Linked DNA regions of Ovis aries: region 1 is linked to region 2. The links are chromatin contacts, called in public Hi-C maps. All regions are on one chromosome and are shown on one strand. The core of a region is the stretch at or near the end of the contact, and the rest is flanking DNA. Distances in the headings are between cores, read along the strand shown. Region 1 holds the start of BTBD7 (BTB domain containing 7). Region 2 holds the start of LYSET (lysosomal enzyme trafficking factor).

Evidence for each region. A called contact is a pair of places that touch in the nucleus more often than the background predicts.
Region 1: a Hi-C map of hypothalamus shows a contact between it and region 2, with 3 times the contacts expected there. The contact joins the promoter of BTBD7 here to the promoter of LYSET in region 2. A contact is called at or near these places in 2 of 16 Hi-C or Micro-C datasets (hypothalamus and liver).

What each region holds. Positions count from the first base shown.
Region 1 is chr18:55,761,439-55,767,313 of ARS-UI_Ramb_v3.0, reverse strand. It overlaps BTBD7 (BTB domain containing 7), which reads left to right and starts at 3,199. Exons shown (of 11, transcript XM_060401455.1): 1 at 3,199-3,427.
Region 2 is chr18:55,630,892-55,637,214 of ARS-UI_Ramb_v3.0, reverse strand. LYSET (lysosomal enzyme trafficking factor) reads right to left here and starts at 4,186. Exons shown (of 2, transcript XM_027957340.2): 1 at 4,136-4,186; 2 at 2,421-3,241. The coding sequence starts at 3,225. The coding sequence ends at 2,830.

The DNA of each region.
Region 1 (5,875 bases), core at 1,950-4,449, 130 kb before region 2:
AACACTGGAGTGGGTTGCCATTTCCTTCTCCAGTGCATGAAAGGGAGAAGTGAAAGTGAAGTCGCTCAGTCGTGTCCAACTCTTCGCGACCCCATAGACTGCAGCCTACCAGGCTCCTCTGCCTATGGGATTTTCCAGGCAAGAGTACTGGAGTGGAGTGCCATTGCCTTCTCCAACTAGAAGAACGCTAGTCTACTAGAGTTCTTCAAATATGCAGATAGAGAAAAGGACAAAGTGAAACCAGCAGACCTTATTTGGCTTTTCAAAAAGCCTTTTGATACATTTCCACGACAAAGGCTTTTAGAAAAATGGTGCCACCCTCAGATTTTAGAATGCTGTTGTTGTTCAGTTGCTCAGTCATGTCCAACTCTTTGCCATCCCATGGACTGCAGCATACCAGGCTTCCTTGTCCTTCACCATCTCCTGGAGTTTGCTCAAACTCATTTTCACTGAGTTGATGATGCCATCTAACCATCTCATCCTCTATCGTCCCATTCTCCCCTGCCTTCAATCTTTCCCAGCATCGGGATCTTTTCTAATAAGTTGGCTCTTTTCTAATGAGTTGCCAAAGTATTGGAGCTTCAGTTTCAGCATCAGTCCTTCCAATGAATATTCAGGGCTGATTTTCTATAGGATTGACTGATCTCCTTGCAGTCCAAAGGACTCTCAGGAGTCTTCTCCAGCACCATAGTTCAAAAGCAACACTTCTTCAGTGCTGAGCCTTCTTTATGGTCCAACTCTCACATCCATACGTGACTATTGGAAAAACCATAGCTTTGACTATACAGACCTTTGTTGGCGAAGTAATGTCTCTGCTATTGTTGGTATTATTTTACTTTTGTTTGTTAAAGTGTGTCTAGAAAGCAGAATCTAAGTCAAGCAATGAAGATTTGGAATAAATGAGAAACTGTAAATATGTGCACACTAGGTGCTTCAGTCATGTCCAACTCCGTGCAACCCTATGGACTGCAGCCTGCCAGGCTCCTCTGTTCGTGGAATTCTCCAGGCAAGTATACTAGAGTGGGTTGTCATGGCCTCCTCCGGGGGATCTTTCACACCCAGGGACTGAACTCTTACATCTCCTGCACTGGCAGGTGGATTCTTTAACACTAGAGCCACCTGGGAAGCCCGAAAGTGTAATAGTGGGGACCAATCTTATGTAATGTTTTGTAAATTATCAAAAGGTGGTTAGGACAAGGAAATTTTTAGTTTGCATATAATAGGTCTTTCAGTTTGTGTAATATTTAGCTAAAGACAAAGGTCAAATAATAGAAAATAATGGTAGGTGTCTTGAACTTAGACAAGATTCATTAAGGCATTTACGGGAAGTAGACCCTGATGCTGGGAAAGATTGAGGGCAGGAGGAGAAGGGGACAATAGAAGATCAGATGGTTGGATGGCATCACCGACTCAATGGACAAGGGTTTGGGTGGACTTCAGGAGTCGATGATGGACAGGGAGGCCTGGTGTGCTGCGGTTCATGGGGTTGCAAAGAGTCGGACACGACTGAGTGACAGAACTGAACTGATAACAGTACAGGGGAACAGGATGTGGGCACCCAGAGCCAAACCTTTTCTCCAACTAGATGGGCCTATTTCCCTTGTATTTTCTCACTTTTCCATGTATTTATCTCCTGTCACCACGCGCACACACACACCCCTACCTCAAACACACACATACACACATACACATGCTCAGTTGAAGAAACCCCTACCAGTTAGGAGCGATATTTTTTTCCTGACAATGGAATGCTACAATCTCTAAACCTTTGAGGACTGGGGTTGACGAAAGATGCATGGGTTGAAAGGTTAGGGGCGGGGAAATGAAATAATATCAATTGGAAAGAAATATCTTTGCAAGGAAGTAAGGAGGTGATGAGTGAGCACAAGAAAGATACATCTAATCTGAAGAAAGTCCAGAGAAAACCAATGATCACATTCATAAAGTCCTTTCCTGATAAAAAAGAAAAAAAAAAAAAAAAAGAAACCTAAATCTTCCAACCAAACGTGAAATGTATAAAATAATACAGGACCAAGAAACGGTTAAAAACACATCACAAAATTTGAAAGTCCTCTTAGTCTTTTAAGCTTAGAGATGGTTTGAGAACAAGACTTGGAGGCATGACTTAGAAAACTTGTTTCTCAAAGGATGGGTAGAGATTGACAAAGCAAGTACTTTCAAGAGGGATTTAAATAAATTCCCAGAGGACAAATACACGACGTATTGAAAAGCCTGTCAGAGAACTGTGAGGGGTGATTTGTCTGATGACCAGGGTGAGACTGTCTGGGTTCTAGTCTTGGCTTGTCCACTTACTAATGCAGAATGTACGCCCGGGGGGCAAACGACTTAGTATTTTCGAGTCTATTTCCTTAGTTGTAAAAGGATACTTGTCCTTTTTCTTGTAAAAGTAAGGTTGTAAAGGATACTTGTAATACTTGTCCCCACTACCTCAAAGGGTGGGGTTTTGGTGTTCAAAGGAAGCCATGCATTTAACAGTGTTTTTGCAAACTGTAAGGTGTTCCATAAATATGTGTTTTTGTTAATGCATCGCTGAAACTCCCAGACGAGGGGTATCTGGGGAGAGTGATTTGGCTCTCCCACGTGGCGACTGTGAGCTTTCACCAGTTCTTATCCCAGGTTTATGGAAGTATCTCGCTAAGGAAAACTTTTCAGTGTCTGACTTAAATCCTCTATACAACGAGCAAGATGGTGTTTGTAAAAGTATCATACAGACAGGGCTTAAGATAAACTGTCAAGAAGTCACCCAAACGCCAAGACTAAAAAAAAAAAAAAAGAAAAGATATTTCCGCGGACGTAGCCTTCGTTTTGAGAAAGATGCACTGTGAGTTCTAGATCAGGATGCCGGCTGCCGAATGCAAACAAAAATTGGTAAAATCGGTCGTCCGGTGACGTTGTTATTATAGTTCCATTCTGACAGATTTAAACGATTTGCCACAGTTCCCTGCAATAAGCAGGATACGAGCATCCAACTCCGAGCAGAGAGCCGGAATAATGCGCGCGCACTCGGCTCGGACCGCTCCCGGGTCCCGTGAGCGCGCCTCCCGGGCCAGCCCCGGCGCGCGCGCTGCCGGTGGTCCACGTGACCCCGGGCGCGGCGACGGCGAGGACGGGCGGGGACTCGGGCCGGCTCCGCAGCGCCGCGCAGGCGCGCCAGGTCCGCGCTGAGCCGAGCCCCTCCTGCCCGCTCCAGGCGTCAAAATGGCGGCGAGGGGAACCTGGAGAAGCCTCGGAGCCTGAGCCACTGACAGGAGCGGAGAGGGGGGCGGCGGCGGCAACGGCAGGAGGAGGATGGCCCGGGGCGCTGGCGCCGGTGCGGACGGCGGTGCTGGTGGTGGCGGCGGCGGGGGCGACGGCCGCGGTCCCAGCGGCGACAGCAGCAGCAGCAGCGGCGGGAGGAGCCTCCGGGGTGAGTGTCCCCCTCGATGTCTACGAGGCTGTGAGGCGAGGCTGTGCCCGGCGCGGCGCTGGGCGTCCCGGCGGGGAAGGGGCTGGTGCGTGAGCGGCGGGGGCGCAGGGCTGGGGCCGGGCCGCCGCGCGGGGCCGCGGGCCGGAGGGAGGCAGCGGTCCGTCTGGGGCTAAGGCGGCGGCGGCGGCGGCAGACTGACCGGTCCTGGTGCGCTCCGAGGGGCGGGCTGGGCTGTGCGCCGTCGTCCCCGGGGCTGGAGCCGCGAGGTGTGGCGCTCCCGAGCTGGGATAGCGGCCGGGCCGGCTCCCGACTCAGGGCTCCGAGGGGCGGGACCCGCCGCTCCCCGGACGCCGGGAAACCGCTCCCGAGACCCGGGCGCGCGTTTACCCGGGCTGCCGGGCTGCGACCGCCCGAGGGTGGGCGTGAGAGCGGCCGGCCGGCTTCGGGGGTCGGGGAGAGCAGGCCTGGGGACCGCTGCTCCCGGGGAGAAGTTGGATTGTCCGGGTAAGTTACTGTTTCGGGATCGAACTGGAACTGGCTCTTTGGTAGGTTGAGAGAGAGACGAGACAATACAGAGTGTTTGATAAAGAAGTCTGTGCTTGGAGTACTTGAAAGGCTAAAAGCGTGCATTCAGCATCTCGTCATTTGCACAGATGTTTATTTACTAGCCTTGCCCCGAAGATGAGAACTTTCTCTCACAGTTTGCGGGGGTTGGGGGGGAAAGCTCTGAGCAGTGCTGCTCCTCTTTTGAAATACAATAGCACCTCTTCATATACCAGCACAGATAATAAGTACTCTGGATTAGGCCTAATTTGCAGAAGCAGTCTTGGTTTTTACCAGAAATCTGTTCCCTCTGCTAAAATATCTTACCGTGATAAAGAAAGAGACATTTTTACAATCTTTTGTCTCTCAGTGGCATCCATTTCTTTTAGATTGCTGAAATCTATTACTTTCTTCCCGGAGACGTGGAAGAAAGATTTGAAATTGCAAGAATCATACGCTTTAATGGCAGCTGTGACGAAACTTGTCCTAGAATTTTGAAGTCAGAAAAACCTTGAGCGATCTGGTGTGACTTGTTTTAGAGCCGGGAAACTAGGCTCAGGGAGATGAGCTACTCGCTGTGGGTCCTGCAGCTGGCCAGGGATTGGACCAAAACGGGGATCTAGGCCTCTCTCCTCCCCATTTAGAGAGCACTTTTCACTCACTGCTGAACCCCCTGTTCTTCACTGATTGCATTCTTCACCACCATCCTCCCTGGGTCTTTGTGCAATAGAGTTGAAAGGAGAAGTCAGAGAGTGCGCCTCATGCTGATTCTTGACAGTTGCTGTCAGTTACCCCAAGTAACTGATGAAGATTTTTTTCCTGACCTGAATTTAATAAAAACCAACTGACATTTCATTTAGAGTTTTCATAGGCCTGTGACTGTATTTCTGTCCAATTATAGCATTGCTCGTGTTTGCATGCATTCTGTAAAACCATAGGTTCATATTATGTCCCGCAAAACCTAACTACTATCTTGTTCGATTCAGCAATACCAGGTTTTAAACAGGTTCTTTGTATCAGACTCTCATTTTAGCCTTTAAAATACCTGTGTTATACCACCTGGTTTCCTCATAATCGCAGCAATTTCTGTGTTGTGTGTCACAGATTAACCTTCAGAGATAGTCATGTCACATGATTCTGATTTCATATTCTAGTCATTGAAACTCACACACCAAAGTTGTGACTTGTGTTCAGTTACACAGGTGATTATTGAAGATCTGTTTTGTATTTTGCAGTATTAGGTGCTGCAGAAGAAAGAAGCAAGTGTAGTATATAGACTTTGCCCTCAGAAAATATAAGCTGTACCCCTCTGAGCCTAGAAAACAATCTAGTTAAAGTTCTCTCAGGACAAATAATGCTGTACGTTTTCTGGTTAAAGGGAGATGAGTAAGGCCTCAGGAGTCTAAATAACTTCCTGGAACACTTGAGACTTGAGCTAGCTTCTGTGAGGGTTTAGATTTACAGAGAGATTGGAGCAGTTACGTTGTGAGGGAAAAGCAAGAGTATAAGGTGGAGATTAGTTTTAAGGGAGGGGAAAAGAGGAAAACTTAGATGACCACTGAACTTCCTTGGGAAGACATTAGACTATTGAAAGGGTATCTGTTTGTAAAAGGGTTTGAGTGCCAGATTGAGGAGATTTGGATTTTTATCCTCTTGTGCAAGGTATGGGAAGTCTTTGAAACTTCGGAGGCCAAACATTAGTTTGATAAAACTGCCAAGATGCACCTGTCAGTGATCCGTTGATTGAGTTAGAATAAGGTTGAGTGGAATGAACCAGGGAAAATAGCTGCTGCAGTACTTGGGTAGGAAGAGATTAGATCCTAACACTAAGATAGGAGTCCCTAGAAAAGATGCACAGCAAGTATAATTTTGTTGTTGTTTTTATCATGGTAAAATACACATAAC
Region 2 (6,323 bases), core at 2,937-5,436:
AGTCTCTGGTTAGGGAACCAAGATTCCCCCAAGGAGTGGCAAGGCCAAAAAAAGGAATGTGAAGACTGAGACTTGATCGCTGGGTTTAGTTACATGTGAATGATGGGCACGCTGTTGACAAGAGAGCGACTTTGATAGTCAGAGACAGAAGCCTGACGGAAGTACATTCAGGATAGACTGGACAATAGGAGTCAGAAAATACAGACATCTCGTTCCCCACCGTGAGCTTGGGCTGGCAGCTGTCTGCAGTCTACCTGGCGTGGCCCTGTCTACACTGACATCCCTGCCACTGAGGGACCTGACATGCCCGTCCTGCTGCTCCCAGTGCTTAGTGCCCAGATCCATTCTAAACCACTACAGGAGCAGCTCAGGACTGGGGATGTTGCCACTGGGCTCACCTCCTGCTTCCTGTGTCCTCCTGCCTGGCGCTGGGCCTCGCCACACCTGTTTAACATGGTGAACAAACATACAGGTTTGATTATTTTCTGGGTGCTGTCACTTCAGAGCACTTTATCTGATGATTCCACTTCCCCAAAGAAAAGCTTTTTAATTATGAAAGCTTTGTTTGAAGTAGAATCAAATTCTAAGGGAATCACATTTTTCCCTTTAAAAGTAGTGTTTTGTTTTGTTTTTAATGACTGTATTTCTTTATTTTTGGCTGTGCAGGGTCTTCAGTTGCTGCATGGGCTTTTCTCTAGTTGCGGCAAACGGGCTACTCTCTAGTTGCAGTATGTGGGAGAGTTTACTAGAATTTGAAGTCTAAGAAAGTCTCCCTCCATAAAATAAGGAATTACTACTTTACAAGACAATAGCAAACTCACAAACCTTTCATTACATCATTTGTAAGACAAAAAGTGATGGAAATAATGTTCTTAAACGATTTCCAAACTTGCACTGCCTCAGGACAAATCAAATAAAGCAAGAAACTGTGCAATGACTTTTCTTAAATTATGTCCTTTATAAAGCAGCATAGTAGAATGATATAGCTGGAGATCTGAAGCCAGATATCCTGGGTTCAAATCCTGGCTCTTCCACTAGTGGTATGACCAACAGCAAGTTATTAATTCTGTGTGCCTCAGGCATCCTCGTTTTCCTCTTCTTTAAAGTGGTATTAGTACCAACACATAACTTGCATCATAGAACTCTCATGCAGCATGAATTGTATATCTCCGGAATCTGCCTACAGCCATGCATACTTTCAGTAAGTACTCAAAAGATGCAAGTGATTTGGTTACCTGTCCCTTGCAAAAACAGGTATTTCAAACTGTTACTTAATTTGAAGACTCAGTGTATCAGTGTCTTGTAGCAAAAAACATTTCAGTAACTAGACCTTTGGAAGTAGTAAAGGAGAGAAATGAGATTACTGGAGAAGAATCTGATTGTGCCTCTCCTGAGTTACAAGGACACCTGCTTTATCTTTCAAGTAAAAGCTTCCTATGGAATGCCCAGCCTTCCATTCTGGTCACACTTTACTTAAAGCTGCTTGAAGACTTTGATTTTCAGTAGCTCATACAAATTGAGAAAAACCTTTCTTCAGTTCTTTTCCATTTATTAGCATGGTTAGGCAGACAGTACCCAGTGCTGAAACATGTCATCTGTGAGAAGCCCTACAGCTCAGGGATTAGGAATAAAGGCATCAGATGCCGGGTTAGGCTCTGGCTTTGCTTCTTGGCTATGTGACCTTCAGCAAGTTACAGAACTTCAGCTCACTGTCCTTATCTGTAAAATCTGGATGATAATAACTTATCTCATAGGGCTGTTGGAGGACTACATGAGTTGACTCACATTAAAGCTCTTAAAATAGAGCCCAAGAGAAGCACCAAAAAATGTTATGATTCTTATTAAAAATCAGTGTAAAACATTTCTCTGGTATTGATGATGTAACTATAAAAATATATCTTGATCTCACCCAGAAAAAAAAGAAAAAAAAATCCTAAAATCTAGTTTTCCATTTTTCAGTTATTTGTATTGTTGCCAGACATGAGGTAGTGAGTACAGACGCAAAAGAGGCAGTACAGGGGTCACATCTTCATGCAGTTAACCTATTGCCTGAAGACTAGACTTTAGGCAGAAAAGAAAATCAGAGGGATGGTGACTTGAGAGCATCGCTTAGCACACATCTGACAGGGATTGGAATGTTTTCATTGAACACCTTGTTTCCATTTTCTGTGTGTTAGATTGCTCAGCTTTCAAACATTTAGTCTTTTCCCAAGTTGTTTTTTTTTTTTCAATTGCATTAATAATTCTAGCTAATAGCGCCCGCAGCATTACCAAAAGGAAGACATTTTGCTTCTCAAGACACCCATCGCCTCAATAACTTCATACCAATTTCTCACAAGCTGATAGCAAACGAGCATAGTGCCGTAGCTACAGTGGGATGAACTGGTGGTGTAGTTTGAAGAATTTTAAAGCAAGCCAAATAATTGTATAAAATTTAAATTTTATGACCATGTTTGGACCTTTTTGCATTAAGCACAATGGAAATGTTCATATTCATTTTTCCCCAAAGGAAAATTTCCTGAATTATCACTATGTTGCACAGTAAAATAAAAGTATGAGTCCAGGTACTTATTCAAGCTTCTAAGGAATGCAAACAACAGATAAAATTTTACTTCCAAAATCTGAAGTCATCCACATGATTTTGTACTGATTCTCAGTCTTTACCTAAAAAGTCATTATTCAGATAAAGTTAGCCCCCTAGCCACATTCTTTAAAAAGCTTCTGCCCCACCACAACTTCCTGAGATCTGTGAAGAAACTGCAGTCTTGTGATCAGGTTCCATATCATACTGGCAGTTTTGTACTTGTAAGGAAAAAATGATGTCAGATTTTATGTGTCAATCAGTTGTAGTCTGCTGATCTGATTAGAAGCCTTGACAAATGCTTGGTGGCGATTGCATATAACTGCCAAGCATATGGGGATAATACAGTAGCCCACCGTTTTGGGGTCAGCTCTTGTACAAGAGTAAAGGAATAAAAACATCTGTAAGTAAGGTATGAGAAAAACAATTGTCCAGAACCAAAAAGGCAGGGAGAGCAACCGAGTTTTCAAGGAGTGTGTCCACGAGGTTCCTTCAAGGGGCTCCTCTGGGTGCTGTTGAATGTGTTCCAAGGCCAGCCTGTTGTAAGTCTCATTGATTTCAAAAACGTAGTAAAATGCTGCTGCACTTGCTAATAGATAGAGTCCCACTCCGATCCATCCCATCCGCTGACGGAAATTCATCATTCTCCATGCTCTGTGCCTGCCAGTTAGAAACAAGTTAGGGTCTAGCAACGCTGTCATGGTAAGTATTCCAAATGTACTTAACTTTTTTCCCCCAATGAGCTCTAAAATACCCCATTTGAGGTTTTAAATAACTAAATTTACATCTATTAAGAAATGTAAACAACTTACAGGTCGTTTTATGTAATAGATATGATAAAGTTTAATTATATATTGAGCAGGCTTTTTATTGAAGCCCACATATAAATCACTATATCTGACTTAAACAGGTCCAGTACAACCCCCCTTAAACTATAATTAAATTCATTTCCTACGGAACATTTCACTGTTAACAGTTCAAATACTTCCTGATTTAACAGTATTGCTGCAGACATGAACGTTTGGTTCTTCAAGTTTAACCTATGTCGGAGCCCCCAAGTTAAGACAGTAACTCTTAACACTTACAGTGGTCCCGAAAATCTTCCTGTTCCCACGGCAAGCGTTAAAGAGTCACTCAGTTCTGAATAATCGGGTGGCTTTGGCATTTCAGAGAAAAAGCCACCATAAAAGAAATCCCCCGGGGTCACCGGCTGGGAGAATGGTGAGCACGGCCAGCCTGGAGCAAAGACTAAGTGTGATTAAGCACAGCGTGACTGCAGCCGGTCACGCGGCGGGCTGGCCCCCGTTGCTGCTGCCCGAGCCCCAGCCTGTGGCTGTGGCGGTCGGCCCAGCCGGGAGGCTTCCCCCGACACCTGGGCCTTCCCTGCAGCCGGCCCCGCCCCCTGTCGCGCAGCAGGCACCGCCGGCCGCGACGCGACCAGGGCTGCGCAGGCGGCGCCAGACCCGGGCCTCTCCGCCTTGCAGCACGGAGAGCCCAGTGCCGGGCAGCGGCCACCGGGCGAGGCTGCAGAGCTGGGCAGGTCCCGGGTCTCACCTCCTGTCCGGGTTGGCCCGCCTGCCCGCCGACCCGGATGCTGCCACACTCGGGGCTTCCGGCTCGGGCCGGAAGCGCGCATGCCCCGCCCCCGAAAGACCCGGCCCTCCCCCTGACGTCAGGCCGCGGCACCGCTTCCTCTAGAGCTCTCCAATCGGCTCCAGCTGTCTGGCTGGCTAAAGTTGAGGAGGTGCGGGTGGTGGCAAAGACCCTCTTCTGGTGGCCGGCCGTCCGAGCCTGGCCGCTTCAAGCCCTCCTCGAAGCTTCGCCCTGGTGCTTCTCTCGTGGCTCTGGTCCCCCAGCTGTTCCGCCCTGCGCGCCTCTGGTATCCCCCTTGGGTGTGCATCGAGTGGAGAAGAGGCCGCCCCTCGCGTTCCTCGGGCCTGGCGGTCCGGGAAGCGTCGCGAGCAGGCCCTGGTGCCTCGGCTACCGGCGATGGACTCACACAGACAGCTAGATCCGAGGCCCCGAGAGGCTCCGGTGACTGCTTGCCGCAGTGGGGCTGGCCGCAGGCGCGGGTGCGCGGGCCTTCTCCGGGCGCGAGTCTCGGGTCATTCATTGACATTTCAAACTGACCTGACTGCCTCGACCTCGCAGCCCGTCGGAAACTCGGACATTAACCAGACTTAACTCTAGTACCGCGGAGGAATACTGTGAATTGCGGTGGTGTCAATGGTGTGGGAAAAGTTGGAATTTAAATCTTGTTTGGGGCACCCTGGCGCTGAGGCTCTTAGGAGACTGGTGTAGGGGGATGGATGTGAACTCGCGGAAAGCGCCGTTGGTTGCCGGCATCGCCCAGACCTGTGATGTGGCAGCAATCTGCGAGCTGGTGTAGCCCCCTTAGGGGAGTACTGACTCCTCAGGAGGATGTCCCGGAGGGACGAGATCAGGAATGTAGCCTTAATAGGACTTACTGAGGAGACAAGTCATGCTCTGGTCCCTAAGGAGATACCCGGAGGTAGAGGTGCCTGTAGAGTGCTCATTAAGTCCCCTGACCCAGATAGTGAATTTTTAAGCAAAGCAAATGAACTCTTAGAGGGGGAGGGCGTGACATTGGGTAAGTTTACCAGAGCTCTTGCGTATGGAAACGACAGTTTGATCTAGACTAGGATGTGATTCTAGGACTACGGGCCCCTTTGTTGGCACAGGCAGTCCATAAGGCTCTTCAGCCTGCTCTGCAACACCTGAAATAGAAAAAACAAAGTTTTCTCAGGTAGTGATTCTCCAGAGCCAGAAGTGTTTGAATCCTGGCTGCTTCATACTACTCAAATGATGAGGATATGAAAGATGTAAGATGTCGAAAAAACAAGGCGATTGCTAGAGAGCTTCAGAGACCCAGCAGCCGGTATCATTTGACTCTTGCAGATAAACATTCCTTTTATCACAACTCCTATATGCCTGCAGGCTCTGGGAGTTGCAGGTCAAATACCTGACCACTTACCAGAAGGAGGGAGAAAATTGCTTAGGTACTAAGGCTGGAGCGTTTACTACAGAAACTGGTAGAGAGGAGACTTGGAGTGAGCCCGGAGTAGGTCCTTGCTGAAGCAGTCCACAGAACACCAGCGCAGGCAGGCTTCTTACAGTTACTGACCCTAATAAAGGATGAAGAGGCAGCTGAAGAGGAGGAGGAGGGTGCCCTCCTCCAGGCAGGACTTGAGGGACATTTCACCTGAATCTTGGGAAATCAGGAAGGGCTATCTGCAACTAGCAGAACCTGGAGGCAGAACAGTGTATGCTCAGTGATAGACATTAACCTATCTTGTCCTGCCAAGTTACTCATGTTTGTGCAGTTCTTAGTACAATCCTTTGTCATTTCTGTGCCCATGTAATGTCTCCTAAATGTCTCTCTAGTCATTGACTAGAAGGATGTAGTTCAGCACTGGTATTTATCTATTTATATTCACCCATGAATTTGTTTTTTAATCACTCACAGTGTACAGAAGTTTCATCACTATGCACGTGTGATACTCTGAGAGGACGTCCAGTCATGGCTCAGGTGCACACGCTGATCAGACCTCGTTCAGATGCCGGCTTGTGTGATAACAGGGGCCAGTGTAGCTGTCCCACGTGACGACGCGTCATAGGTAGTTTCTAAGTGTGCGTGTGTCTGTCAGTCGCTCAGTCACATCCGACTGCTTGCAACCCCATGGACTGTAGCCCACCAGGCTCCTCTGTCCATGGAATTCTC